Linked DNA regions of Rattus norvegicus: region 1 is linked to region 2. A link is a contact called in public Hi-C data. All regions are on one chromosome and are shown on one strand. Each heading gives the region's core, a stretch centred on a gene start, on an enhancer-like site or on the middle of the called end of the contact. The rest is flanking DNA. Distances are from core to core; before and after follow the strand shown.

Region 1 (7,384 bases), core at 2,997-5,496, 48 kb before region 2:
CCAACAGAATAAAGCGAATTTACAGCATGCTCACAGCCAGTATCAATCTAAATGGAGAAGAACTCGAAGCATTTTGGGCGGGTGGTCCTGACTTGTATAAGAAAGCAGACTGAGGAAAAACAATAAGGGATGTAAGCCGGTAATAGCATTCCTCCATGATCTCTGCTTTATTTCCTGACCAGACTGCCCTCCCATAGCAACTGTGATCAAGACGTGTGAGTTGAAATAAACCCTTTCCTCCCCTACTTAGTTTTGATTGCAGTGTTTATCACAGCAACAAGAAACCAAACCACCCCCGCTCCGCTTCTTCTCTCTCCTGAATATTGGGACGACTTCTCCGGTTCTTAGTGGATTAGATGATGTTTTGATTCTTTGTATCATCCAGGTTGGCCTCCATTCGACCTGGTCTCTGCCTTGGCCTCCTGCTAGTGGGTGGCTTGGGGATTTTGTGTTGGAACTAGCACATTGGGCTGTTGTGAAGCAAGATTCTGGGTTCTCTAAAAATCCTCAAGTCAACGTGCATGTCTGTGTGAGCAGAGTTAACTGGATTAGGCTCAGATTACACACAGTGTCTCATCCTCCGTGGGTGTGGTTCTTTTGTGAATCCCTGCTTAGAGACGGGGCAGTTACTATCTTTCATGTTCTGTGTGTCCCGTGTGGCGTTTTCTCTGGGACTTGGTAGCTGAGTGTGCGACTTTGGATCTATTCTTCGTTTGTGCAGCCTGGAACTGAGTCTACAAATTATGTAGGGACCTCTACAGAGTGAAAAGAACCTGTTTCCAGCAAGCTTCCTGGCCACTTCCTGGCTTTCTCCAGCTCCCAGGACCCTCCCTTTCCTGATTCTTTTGAACTCTGGTGCTGTTTTGTGTAACTAGGGTTGGTTTAGAAAAAGCACTAGAAGAAAAAGACGCCTTAGGTTGTCTTGAATGGTTTGAAAGCCACCACCCCTCCCTCTTACTGTCTCTGGCCCCAGGGCAAGCTGTCTTTGGGGCTGTGGAAGGGTGCCTCACTGACAGGGGCCCTGCAGCATCGGGACCTTGCAGGCAGGACAGAGAGTCAAGAAAGTCAACAGTTTCTATTGGTGTTCCTGGGGCAGAGGCTACTTTTCCGGGGCCTGTTGGTTCGCAAAGGTGATTTCCGGAGCCTTGTTGGTAGTCTCGAATACACAGTTCCAGAGCCTGACCTGCCTTTGGCTTAAACTGAGGAGCTGAAGACAGCAAACACACTCACGACGCTCAGAGAGGCTATTTTCTGTTTCTTCAGTTTCTGGCCTCAGTCCCGTCTGCCTACCTGTTCACTTTTCAGGCACATTCAGTGGTGGCTATTTTGCACTTCGTTCAGAGCGTTATTTAGAAATCACTGGGAAAGGTAGACCACAGCTAGCTTGCTTTGGTTTGCATGTCATAGGACATTCCACATGTGCTAACACTCTGGGCAAAGGATGGGATTTGGGGATGTTGGGTGGCCCCGAGAAGGCATGTGATTTCCTTGATTCTTTCCAAAGATTCCATGTGGAGGGGCGTGGGGGGGAAGCGGGTCTGGACTGTAACCCAGACTGCTTGCTGGGCCAGCAGAGGCTGAGAAGAGTGCAGACATGGTCCCGACATGGACAGGTCACCCTGCCTGCAGGAACCGAAGTGAAGTATCCTGAGCTCAAGTCATACTCACAAAATGCTTTCCTTAGGAATATTTAGACACATCTAGGTTTTAAGAATGTTTGCTTTTTCCTTTTCCTTTTTCTTTCTCTTTCTCTTTCTCTTTTCTTTTTTACAAGTTTCAGATTTTTGATCCCCCCAACTTGAGGATTTTTCTGTAAATAAACATTTTTTTAAAAGATTTTATTTATGTATGTGAGTATACACTATTGCTGTCTTCAGACACACCAGAAGAGGGCATCAGATCCCATTACAGATGGTTGTGAGCCACCATGTGGTTGCTGGGATTTGAACTCAGGACCTCTGGAAGAGCAGTCAGTGCTCTTAACCACTGAGCCATCTCTCCAGCCCATAAACATGCTTTTGAACAAAATTTACTAAATAAAAAACATTTTGTTGTGGTTGCTTTTGTTATTTTTTTCTGTTTGTTTCTATGAGACAGGGTTTCTCTCTGTATCCTTGGCTGTCCTGGAACTCACTCTGTAAACCAGGCTGGCCTTAGACTGAGAGATCTGCTTGCCTCTGCCTCTGGAGTGCTGGAACTAAAGATGTGTGTCACCCTGCTTGGCTCTCTTCACATTACTAAGTGTGTATTCTTCACAAAGAATTACTCGGTGGAATGAATGAAAGGTTTATTTCTCTGCAGTGGGTGGGCACAGGCTCTTGAGCTCCTGTCCTTAGCTGAAACACCAGTGTCAGCTGATAGTTGATGGGTCTTTGGGATCCATTTTCTTCAAAGACAGGCCCCTGAGAGACTCCGCATGCTCCAGCAGATGACCCAACACTAAGGGCAAGCACTAAGTAGGTTAGTAGGAAGTGCAAGTGCTTAGTAGGAAGCACTAAGAGGTTGCAGTGGGTTTTTAGCACAGCATAGGAAGTTGGGAGACAACAAACAAACAAATGATGTAGGGTATAGGAGAGAAGTTTGACAGGGTAGACTAGGGGTAAATTTGATTAAAACGAAATATATGCACTTATGAAATTCTAAAACGAAAGCTTTAAACAGATAACTGTGGCTCAGTTCACAGTCAGGGTCAAGGCTGTGATGTGCGGGCACCTGCTAGATATTGTCATATCTCCCTCAACCTCCTAGGGACAGCTTCCTGTCCCTGCCCTTCCGGTTCCCTTGAGATGCATATGATTTGCTTCTCCTAAAAGCCTTTGAGCAGCCTCAAATAGAACTTGAAGTGGGTCCAGCCATGGTTTCAATGTGCTCTCCAAGCTCCTGTTGAGATGTAGTTTCCATTGTTAAAAAGAGTAAGAGGTGGGGGTGGGGATTTAGCTCAGTGGTAGAGCCCTTGCCTAGCAAACGCAAGGCCCTGAGTTTGGTCCCCAGCTCCGAAAAAAAGAAAAAGAGAGAGAGAGAGAGAGAGAGAGAGAGAGAGAGAGAGAGAGAGAGAGAGAGAAGAGTAAGAGGCAAAGCCATCAACAGGTGCCTCGGTCACAAGGGCCCTGTTCTTATGAAAGGGTTAACACGTCCATGCTGGCGGCTCATGCTACTTTTCACTCTAGCCTGGCTGCCATGTGACAGTTTCTGCTATGGGGTATTGGTCAGCAAGAAGGACTTGGCCACACACTGCCGCCTTAATCTTAGACTTCCCATTCTCCAGAAATTTGAGCTAATTAAAAAAAAATGCTTTGAAACCTACATTGGCCTCCACCTTGAGATCTTCCGAAGTCTCCCAAGTATGGGGATTACAGTTGTGTGCCATTGTGAATAACTATTTTCTATGCCCTTTAAATCACCCGGTGTAGAATTCTGCTGTAGCCTCTCCAGACACACGGGGTCAGTCAGATCCTTCCGTGAATGTGGATCAAAGCACACTATGAAGACTTAAAACTCATGGACAGCTATCCTCTATTATGTGGCACAGGAAAAAAAGGCTTAGTTACAGAGAAATAAATTGGGTGGGGGAGGAATTGGGGGAAGGAAGGGTAAGGGAGGGAAAGAAGAGGGAAGAAGGAGGGAGGGAGGGGAAGGGAGCTCTCCTTGATTTCTGAAAGCTTCCCCTATTTCTCCTCTTGAGTCCTTTGACACAACAGGTCCTAGAATTTTACACAATTTCTCTTTTGAGCTTGGGCTGAGTTTCTTGTTTGCATCCAAAGATATAGGATCAGGAATTATTCTGCGCCTGTGCCCAGGGACCAGCCTGAGGTCTACTGAGGTCTGGTCCCATGAAAATATTTGTTCACGGTGTAACAAAGACACTATTATTAGGCTGTCAGAAGATAAATAAAGAACTATCATTTCCTATTTATTTATTAGCTAAATTACTCAGCTCACAAACCTGTGAAACTTTCCATTTCATCACTGGCTTCTTTACAGAAGCCACTTATTCAATCAGCCAATATTTACTCAGCAACTACTATGTACCAGACATATGACAATGAAAAAATATCAACAGCATCATCAAAGCACATGAAATGTATTATTTTATTTAATCCTCACAGCACTTTATAAAATATCACTGACAAAGTTGACTGGTATGAAAGCTGGGTGTAAGAGAAGCTAGTGTGTCACAGCTCTTAGACAGTCTAATAAGGAGTCACATCCAGAGCCCATGTTGTAGACAGGAAGAATCCCAATGACATTCCCCCGCTGACTCAAAGACATTTGGGACACAGGTTATTCACAAGACCTTTTGCTTGAGTGTTCACGGTCTGGTGGGAAAATTCTTGCCTTGGAAAGTGAGTCACTCAGTTTGTTTTATGACAGGGAGTCTGGCTGCTAACAGGAAATATGAGGAAACGTCTTAGCCATCATTCAACCAGACAAGCCCTGAGGCCCTGGTTCCTTGTAGTATGATACAAGGAAAATACAGGGAACGTCTTCCTTGTTTATACCAGTGAATGAGGCCAAATCAATGTTAAGGATTCTTTATTTTTTAAAAACAATCAGCAAAATGTTTTACATTGCATACAATAAAAATTAAAAATAAAATACAGCTTCCTTACCACGGAGAAAGCAGGTCTGAAGTGGCGTGGAGGTGGCGTAAATGTGTGACCATTAAAGCTGGGACATGGGCAGAGTGCTTGACACTCGAGCCAGGGCTACAGAGCGAGAGAGATTTTTCTAAAAAGAAAGAAAGGAAAAATACCTCATGGGTGGGATAGTGGGATAAATAGCTGGCCTTACTTGGGTACAAAACCACAGCCAAGAAGGGGCTCACTCCAGGCCTAAGATAAAGCCGTCCGGTTATAATAGAGTGCTCTGAATTAGAGTCTACAGTACAGGAAGCTTGTGAATTCCAGGTATTACAGGCGTTTCCTTAGAGGTGCCTGAACAAATGGGCGATTAGCTCAGAAGGGCAATTTGCAGTAGGGCTGGGGATGCAGCTCATTTAGCAAAGTGCTTGCCCAACGCACGGGATGTCCTGGGTTCAAGTCCCAGCATTCATAAAATAACACACCAGTGAGCTCTGCACTTGGGAACTGGAGACAAGAGGGACTAAGGTCCTCAAACACGGAAAATTCAAAATCTGAGCCAACCTTGGCTCCATGAGATTCTGTCTCAAAAAACGAAAAAAAAAAAAAAAAGTCTGCCACGAGTGGCGGTGCACACCTTTACTCCCGGTATTCAGGAGGCATAGGGAGCTCCATCCCAGCCAAGGGACAAAGCGACACTGAGGAGAGAAGAAAGCATGTAAAAGGCTGTAGACCAGTGGTTCTTGACCTTCCTAACGCTCTTCCCTTTAATGCTGTTTCCTCATGTTGTGGTGACCCCTAAGCACAGTATTGTTTTCGTTGCTACTTCATCACTGTAATTTTGCTAAGGTTGTGACTCATACTGTAAATATCTGATATGCAGGATATCTGATTAGCAATCCCCAAAGGGGTCGTGACCCACAGATTGAGAAACCACTCCTGTATAGGAAAGGATAGATATGACTACAAAAAAAAGAGTATCTCTATTGCCTTTAAAAACTGGCTAAACAAGACCTGGATAATGATACCAACTGAAGTACCACAGGATAAGGGAATGTCGCAGGGCCCCGCCCCTAGGTAAAGAGCTCCAGTAAATCAGTGGCTGCTGAGAGAAGGCAAACAAGTCTTCTCCCCGAAAGCTTCTGCAAAGCTATCCAGTCCCGGTGGTCAGCCCTAAACAAACATGCACAAGGGCAACTCTGTAACGTTTTCTCTCCCCACTCCTGCTCCCGGAATGACGACTCTGAGACTCATTATTTATTATCAAATACCTAGGCCATAAACTTTGGCTCATTCCCTGGCTAACTCGTAACTTACTCCATTTAAACTATTCTATGTCTTCCGTTTGGTTAATTACCTCTCCTTCAGTCCCTGCCCACTTCTTTGAATCTCCATGTGTCTCACTCAGCATCTCCCTCCGAGTCTCTTTATTCTATCCTGAGTTTAGGTGCCAGCTAGTTTATGTCTTTTCATGGTCCTCTTGAATCTCTTCCTTACATACTGTTTCCCAGAATCCTCTCTCTTCCTGCCAGTGTCCCACCTCTTGCCTGAGCTCATTGGCCATAGGCTTTTTTATTGACAGGTGATGCTTATAAGAGATTCTCTTATATAACACTAAATGGCTCAGAGGGTCATCTCTGTCCGTCTGTCCGTCCATCTGTCTGTCTGTCCATCTGTCTGTCTGTCTGTCTGTCTGTCTCTCTCTTTCTCTCTCTCTCTCTGTGGATGTGTGTGTGCATGTCTCTTTCTAGTCTCTCTGTGTGAGAGAGATTAATTACAGAAGATAAGGTCATGGACTTGAGAGGGGAGGACACGTGAGCAGTTGGAGGAGGGATAGAGGGAGTACAGAGAGTGTAACTATCCCACGCATGTGTGAAACTATCAAAAATAAAAAGTAATTAAAAATTGTCTGAAATTATAAGACATCCAGTAAACTTGAAGTTATTTGTAATAAGCATGACTAGTTCATGTCCCTGATGTAGGAAGAGGCCAAACACATGATAATAAACCCCCGGTGGGCACGGTATGAGGAGGCAAGGCACACAGAGGAGAGAGCCGCTGGATTGTGCACTGGAGAGATACACTTCTTAACAAGTGAAGACTGAAACAACAAAGACACATATTTTACCTTAACCGTTTCTCACGATGGAGTTAACTAAAGAGTCCGAAGTACCAATCTTTTTTTTTTTTTTTTTTTGGTTCTTTTTTTTCGGAGCTGGGGACCGAACCCAGGGCCTTGCGCTTCCTAGGCAAGCGCTCTACCACTGAGCTAAATCCCCAACCCCCCGAAGTACCAATCTTTAATGCAGGCGTGGAGCATGAATTTGGGTTTTTACTAAGGCTGTTTTTATTCGTGTACAGCTCTTTGAAAGTCAAAGTTTTATCAGAGACATGAAAAATTGCCATACGTTTTGTCTAATGATTAAATTCTCGAGACGGCACAGGAGAATGATCCTAGCTGTAAGAAGATTATCTTGGTATTTACTAGTTTGGGAGGCAGAAGCTGGAAATGAGCTGTCCCTCAATGGAGCATTAGAATTATAACATCATTGCCTGGGAGGACATGATACTGCATATTCATGAACACTGATATCCACGTGGGATTCTTAATCGCCTGTGAAATGCTGACATAGTTGTGCTTCATGAAGTACAGAGCCGTGGTCTATGATTATGAGTAGGCACAAAACATGCCATAGCAAAAGATTAGTGAACCCGGTAATCTCAGCGATCAGGAATTAGAGGAAATTAATGCGCTGACTTTCTGTTATCATAGCACATAGTGGGGGATAGAGTAGAGAGTAAAG
Region 2 (7,141 bases), core at 4,248-6,747:
TCTCTGTGAATTCGAGGGCAGCCTGGTGTACAAAGTGAGTTCTAGGACAGCGAGTTCTAGGATGCTACACAGAAAAACCATGCCTAGAAAAAAACAAAACAAAACAAAACAAAACAAAAAAAAAACCAACAAAATTTAAAACGTAAAACCGGTTTTGGATTCTGTTGTCTAAACATAAATGATAATCGAAAAGTGAAATTCAAGGGGTTGGTGAACTTAAAAATGAGTATTTCCTCGCCCTGGGTGGGGGGAGGGGTGTGGGACACAGACTTTAACTCTCTGATGGCCTGGGCCAAGTTGTTATGTTGACACACAGAGGCACTTGGTTTGAATGCACACAGTTTACTGGAAGAAATAGAAGCCAAGTGCCTTGGAAATGGGCGTGGGTACACACGTTTCAATTTGCTAAGCTTCCTGCCCACCACATGTGCCATATCACCCTGGCTTCTTCACATGCTCATGAAGATGGGGAAGAGGGGAAGAGGGTCATGGGGCTGTGAATACACACAAGTGAGTTAGTTAACGGCATTGTATTTTCTTCCCTTTATCATAGCACGAGCCTGGTAACCTACTGCTTTCTGGTGTTACTGACAGGATCAGGTAAGTTAACTTGTGTCCTATCCATCACGTTGCTTGAATGATCAAATTCTTTGCAAAAAAAAATGTCCAGTGTTACATTTTGTGGTGGTTTGAATAGGTTTGGCCCCCACACATTCATGTATTTGAATGTGTGGCCCATAGGGAGTGGCACTGTTAGGAGGTGTGGCCCTGCTGGAGTAGGTGTGTACTTCTTGGAGGGATTGTGGAGTTGGGCTTTGAGGTCTCCTGTGCTCAAGCTACACCCAGTGTGGCACACAGTCTCCTTTTGCTGCCTGTAGATCAAGATGTAGAACTCTTGGCTCCTCCAGCACCATGTCTGCCTGCCTGCTGCCATGCTAATAATGGACTGAACCTCTGAAACTGTAAGCCAACCCTAATTAAATGTTGTCTTTATAAGAGTTGTCTTGGTCATGGTGTCCTTTCACAGCAATAAAACTTCAACTAAGACATAAGTTGGTACTAGGAGTGGGGTATTTCTATGACAGGTCCTACTATGTTTTTCTTTGGAGGAATATGGACTTTGGGACTGTGAATTTAAAAAGCAGGTTAAAGCTTTAAGTGGGGCTTGGGCCATTCTAGTAGGAGCATGGAAGACAGTAGTGATGAGGCTGATTTGAACTGTTGGGCCCAGCTCAGAAGTTTCAGAGGAGAAATTTTAGTATGTTGCCTAGTGATCATTCTTGTGGTATTTTGGCGAAGACTGTATTTTTTTGCCCTTGTCCAAATAGTCAGCCTGAGGCTAAGATGAAAAAAATTTAGATTAATTGCATTGGCAAAGGAGATTTCAAAACAGTCTATTACAGGCTCTGTCCTGTGGTTCACTCTTACTAAGAGTGTTTTGATGAAACATAGCAAGCTGAGAAATGATAAATACAAAATGTATGGTTTGAGGGTTAAAGCGGCATCAGGAAGTAGAATAGAAATAAATCCTGTGTTCAAGGAGATAAACAGATTAAAGATATTAACTGAAATTAAGAGAATGGTGACCTCAGGGAAAGAACTCACCCAGCTAAGCTTCTTTTGGAAACAGAATTAAAGAAAAGCTTAGGTCCAGGTGTGCACACCTTTAATCCCCGCACTCAGGTAACAAAAGCATACAGACTTCTGAGCTCAAGGTCAGCCTGTTCTACATAGCAAATTCAGCAATTGCCAAGCTTATGCAGTGAAGTAAACCACTGGAAACAGGAAGCTGGTGAAGATGTAATTGAACAAGAGGGGCATGTTCTAGCCCCAGCAAGCAGCAGGACTTGGAAGCTTTGGCCAAGTGATTCCGGGTTTAGAGTCAAGAACTCTTGACTCTAAATTATTGGATTGAGTTATGAAATCTCCCTTTATGACTAAGGAAAGTCACTGAGGTCAGTTGGGTGGCAGGAGGCTCAGAGGGGCCATTGAGTGAAGCTGTGAAGGTGAAATCTGGATTTCCTCGGAGACCCCAAGAGGTTAGAGATGCCAGAGCTGTGGGATATCTGTCAAGGAAAGCTGCTAACAGGGAGTGGAAACAGCTCAAGAGAAAGAAGTGTGTTTCAGTCAACAAAGCTGAAAGGAGTTGGAAGTCTGAAGAACATTTTGACATCAGACATGGAGATCCAGAATTTGGAGTTTGGTTTTTGGTCTTGCTTTGGTTGAGTATTTCCTCACTGTGTTTGTTTTTCCTATAGTTTGAAATGATAATGTATATCTTTTGCCATTATATATTGGAAGTATGTCATCTTTTTTAATTTTAATTTTATAGGGGGTTACAGTGAAGAGAATGCATGCACATCAGAAGAGACTTTGAACTCTGAACTTTAGAACATTGTAGAGACTGTGATAGACTATGGGGACTTTTGAAGTTGGACTAAATACAGTTTGCATTATATTGTGGCTACAAATCTATCAGGGCCAAGAAGTGGAATGTGGGGGGTTGAATAAGTACGACTCCATGGATTCATGTGTTTTAATGCTTGACCCATAGAGAATGGCACCATTAGAAAGTGTGGCTTTGTTGGAAGAAATATGTCACTGGGTAGTCAGGCTTTGAGGTCTCCTATGCTCAAACTCTGCCAGTGGGACATTATCCTGCTGTCTTTCAATCAAGATGTAGAACTCTTAGCGTCTCCAGCACCATGTCTACCTGCAGTGCACATGACTTCTAGCCATGATGACTGTGGAACTTCAGTCTCCACTTCTATCTCATGTCGTTGCATTGTTAATTGTGTCCAATCATAGCAGACACAATTGTGCATAGCAGATACAGTTGTGCATAGCAGATACAACTGTGCAAACTGTGTAACACTTGATAATGAGAGCAAAGGGCTGTTACCAAGTTTCATCCTTGCTGCACTATGCCCCTTATGATTTCTTAGAGTGTACTTTTATGTATCAAAAGAGTTTTGAACAGCAGAAGCCTCACACACCTGGTTACAGTGTCTTTTGATTGCTTTAATGAATCACATCCAGAAACTGATGTTTCTGGTTTATGTATCCTCTGATCTTCTCAGAGACAAACATGTTTATCAAGTAAGGTGTGTTCCAATGTCAATAGACTCTTGGCTGAAGACTTCTCATCTCTCAGAAGTTGCTTACAGTCTGATATGCCCACTAAGTTCTTGTGTTACTATTCCCACTTAGCTCTGAGTTATGAAGCACCTTTGTGGCTGTCTGGAAGCAATTTTGTTTTCCTGTTTGATGACCTTTTGTAAGTCTTAACTTTAGCCTTTGTCTTCTTAGTCTCCAAGAAGCATGCAACTAGTTCATAGGTGTTACTCAGCAAGGACATTAGCAAGTTTCTAGAAGGCAGCAGAAAGAGATCTGGACTGTGGAGCCCAGGCTTTGCTTAGTCAGTAACTGTGAAACACAGGGCCATTTATTGATCACTCTAGGGTCAGCCTCATTACAAGGGAAGCAAGATTATCTTTGACATTCTACAAAAGGAATGATCTCCCAGTATGACCTTAGCTTTAACAAAGATATTTATTTTTATTTTAAAATTGTGTGTGTGTGTGTATGTGTGTGTGTGTGTGTGTGTGTCTGTCTGTCTGAGGGAGAGGGGTGCCATGAATGTATTGTCTTCAAAGGCCAGAAGAGGGCCTTACATTCACACGGAACTGGAGTTATAGACAGTTATAACCTGCTGATATGTGTGCCGGGAATTGAACTCCAGTCCTCTACAAGAGCAGTATATACTCGAAACTGCTCAGCTACTTCTGCAATCCAGTTACTTAGCTTTAAAAATGCATTTCTGGACAACTCCATACATGTGTATAATATATTTTGATCATATCCACTTCCATTATCCCTCTTTTTCTTTTCTTCCTTCCTCCCTTTATCCTTTCTTTCTTTCATCTCTTTCTTCCTTCTTTCCTTTCTTCCTTTGTGTAAGAGTGATTTGCTCACACGTATGTCTGTGAACCATGTATGTGCCTGCTGCCTATGTAGGTCAGAAGAGAGTATGGGGTCCCCTAGAGCTCAGTTACAGATGGCATGAACTACCAAGTGGATGCTGGGAATTGATCTCCGGTCCTCTAGAAGAATAGCAAGTGGTCCAAAGAGCCCATCTCTCCAGTCCCACACTACCCTCTTTTTTCTCCACCCACTTCCTTGGAATACCCATTTCTTCCCATCTAGTTCATCTCCTATGTTCATGTCTTTGGTTTTTGTTTTGTGACCTACTGACTTTGATTAGGGTTGCTAGCAGGAGCATGGTTAATGGAGCTTATTTACTAGAGAAACGGCCACTAGCTAGTGGCTGCATTACTGAAAAAAATGACACTTCCCCCCTCCCCCAATTCATCATGGAGTGTTGATAGGCCCATTCTCATTCAGTAGTCTAATCATCACTTCACTGGTCTTAGTCGTGTCTGTGATTTCAGAGTTAAAAGTCAGGAAACCATTACCATGCTATGTCTTTCGAATGTACCTTACCTCCTATCTGGATCCAATCCCTTTCTGCCTCTCAGTAGAAAACAAACACGTTTCTGGAGGATAGCATTAGAATATATTATTAAGATAAAACAAAAATAAATCCAGATAGGACAAAACAAACAGAAGGAAACGATCCCAAGAAAAGGCGCAAGAAACAGAGATGTAGAGACTCACTCACACACTATGGAATCCCATGAAAACACAAAACCAGAAACACACACACACACACACACACACACACACACACACACACACACACACAAGGGATCTGCAGTGTAAAAAAAAAGGGAGAAAATAAAATAAATAAAAAGATACAGGGAACCATCAAAGTTGCCATTGAGTGTGTTTTCTGCTTCACGTCTACCTTCTGGGCTTGCAGCAGCCCTACTCTCAAAAATAGTTTCTTCCCCCAAAGAGCTTCTTTGGGGGAAAACCACACCTTCATTTGCAAGTGATTATCAACTGGAGATAGCTTTGGTTAGGACTGGCGCAGGCCCTGTGCATGCTGCCCCCGTCTCTGTGAGTTCTGTGCACTGTCCTGCTGTGTCTGGAAGGCCTTGCTTCTTTAGTGTCCTCCACCCCCTCTGACTCTTATTTTCCTTCTTCCTCCTCTTTAGCAGTCTTCCCTGAGCCTTGTGTGAATAACGTAAAGAAACACCAAAGGCGTGACCTAGGGAAATTCTGCAATGCTTAAGACTCTTGAGAGGGAAAGAAGGGTTGTCCACTTTAAGTTTCCCAGGACAGCTGAGTTGAAGGAGGCCTCCGTGAACCAGTTGTATTCGTGACAGCAAAGCCAGATGAGGGATGTCAGTGGGTTGAGGAAGCGTAAGGTCATTCAGAAGACCAAGACCCATTCACTTTGCTTATGAGGATTCGAGGAAAACCTGAAGCATGGCGTTGAAGTCACACGGCTCCTAATTCAGTCCTTAGATCTGCCACTGCACTAGAGACGAGCCTTTGGCCCATTATTCTAATTCCTTAGGCATTAGCTATCTAATTTCCCATGACTCATAGTTCAGTTGTTGGTTTAGTAATTTGAGGAAGTCATTGTCGCCACTCAGACCGTTCTGGAGTACCCGGCTTCTAACTTTACTGTGCTCTATTTCCCTTCAGGAACCAACAATGGAAAACTTTTATCCCAGCTAATGAGAACCACAAAGCCGTAAACTACCTCACCACAGGGTGAGGGGAAAGGGCTGCCGTGGGTCCGTCTGCACAGGAGTTCCTCAGAGGAGTGAGTAGCTTCCCTTTTCTAACAGCAGTGAGCCTCCTCTGGCCTTTCCTCTCCTGCCCTGCCATCTCCTGCTATCATGTTATACTCATTCCCCATCATTGTGGAGAGCCAGGTTGAAAAGTATTCCTCATGCTCCCTAGACACCAAGACAAGCGAGAGAGCTACGAGCAGGTTTTCCTTTTCTCTTGGAGGTCTCTTTCTGGAAGAGCTGCGGCAGTTTCTGGTGTTTCTCACCTTGAACTCTATAGATATTTAACTGAGCTGCCCTCTGGTTTCTTATTAATATCTAAAGCAGGGTCAGAAGATATGGATACTTGGCTAAACTCTGCTGTTTGTTACCTAGGTGACTTTTGGTAGGGCTATCGTAGTCTTCCAACCTTAGATTATCCGTGTGATTTGGAGAGGTGGGAAGACGTAGGTAGAAGTGATTTGGAAATCTTTCAGCGGGATAGCAAGCATCAAAGCAGGTGTCCACGTCTCTTTAGCCAAGCATGGATGAGCTCAGATTCCATAATCAATTCCCTGTTCAGTAGCTCACTCTGGTTATGGCTTTGTGGCTGCTGCATCTATTTTGAGCAAGGCAAAGATTTCAGTATCCCTCTTTCCTCAGAGTCTGAAAAGCATCGCACTGAGGAGCTGACTGAAGGTGTTGGACAGATGGTATGTCCTGATTTCTTGGATGACAGTCACCTACTGGGATCCCACACAGATTTGATGTAGGCCTTTAAGGATCGCTGTGTATATTTAATACATGTGTCTGCACCCCCATCTTCCAAACACAAGCACCACAAATCTTCGGCGTCTGTGGTCATGATTGGAAGTCTTTGCCTTTCAGATAGAGTCATTTCGAGGCCTTCAGGTCATGACCTGTGGTTTTTTCAAGCCTATCAGGTTGCTGTTATCATTATGTATGGTCTGCTTGCTAATTGAACTGGACAGTTGAATGTCTTATGACATCACCAAGCGAGGCTATAAATGGGTAGTGTCGCATGATGTATGGGCTGTTTCCGGCACTGAATGTGGCCAGAGATTTCCAAATGCATATCTGATTATCCCACAGTTAGACTTTAGCTAGGCTGGTTGTGAATTAATTCAAATTGTGGAACCCTCATCAGCCCCTGCCAGAGGACACCATGACTGTAACTTGTGAGGCTCTAATTAGAAGCTGTCAAAGGTTTGCATTATGACCTAATCAAAGATAGGCTAGAAAACAGATAGCATCCCAGGGAGCATGGAAACTTTAGGGGGAAATCCCAGTGATGCAGAAATATGTCTTTTTAAATAAATTTTCTATAATTTATTGGATTTTTTGAGATGGTTCAGTAAGTAAAAGCATTTGCTGCCCAAGAAAGTCCGATGATCTGAGTTCAATTCCTGGAATCCAAGTGGAAGGAAAAAAACCAA

The links. A called contact is a pair of places that touch in the nucleus more often than the background predicts.
Region 1: a Hi-C map of the A7r5 cell line shows a contact between it and region 2, with 2.2 times the contacts expected there. The contact joins two enhancer-like sites. A contact is called at or near these places in 4 of 12 Hi-C or Micro-C datasets (the A7r5 cell line, kidney, liver and 1 more).

The regions. Positions count from the first base shown.
Region 1 is chr11:91,213,568-91,220,951 of GRCr8, reverse strand. No RefSeq gene overlaps it. Among named protein-coding and RNA genes, the nearest start is that of Adipoq, 23 kb to the left of the region's middle. Within about 2 kb of position 4,246, at least 10 of the 93 cell types and tissues checked have an H3K27ac peak or open chromatin away from gene starts, as enhancers often do. A contact at or near this core is called in the A7r5 cell line, where this site is marked.
Region 2 is chr11:91,167,022-91,174,162 of GRCr8, reverse strand. It overlaps LOC120095690 (a long non-coding RNA gene), which reads left to right and starts at 1,978. Exons shown (of 3, transcript XR_010056330.1): 1 at 1,978-5,737. Within about 2 kb of position 5,497, at least 27 of the 93 cell types and tissues checked have an H3K27ac peak or open chromatin away from gene starts, as enhancers often do. A contact at or near this core is called in the A7r5 cell line, where this site is marked.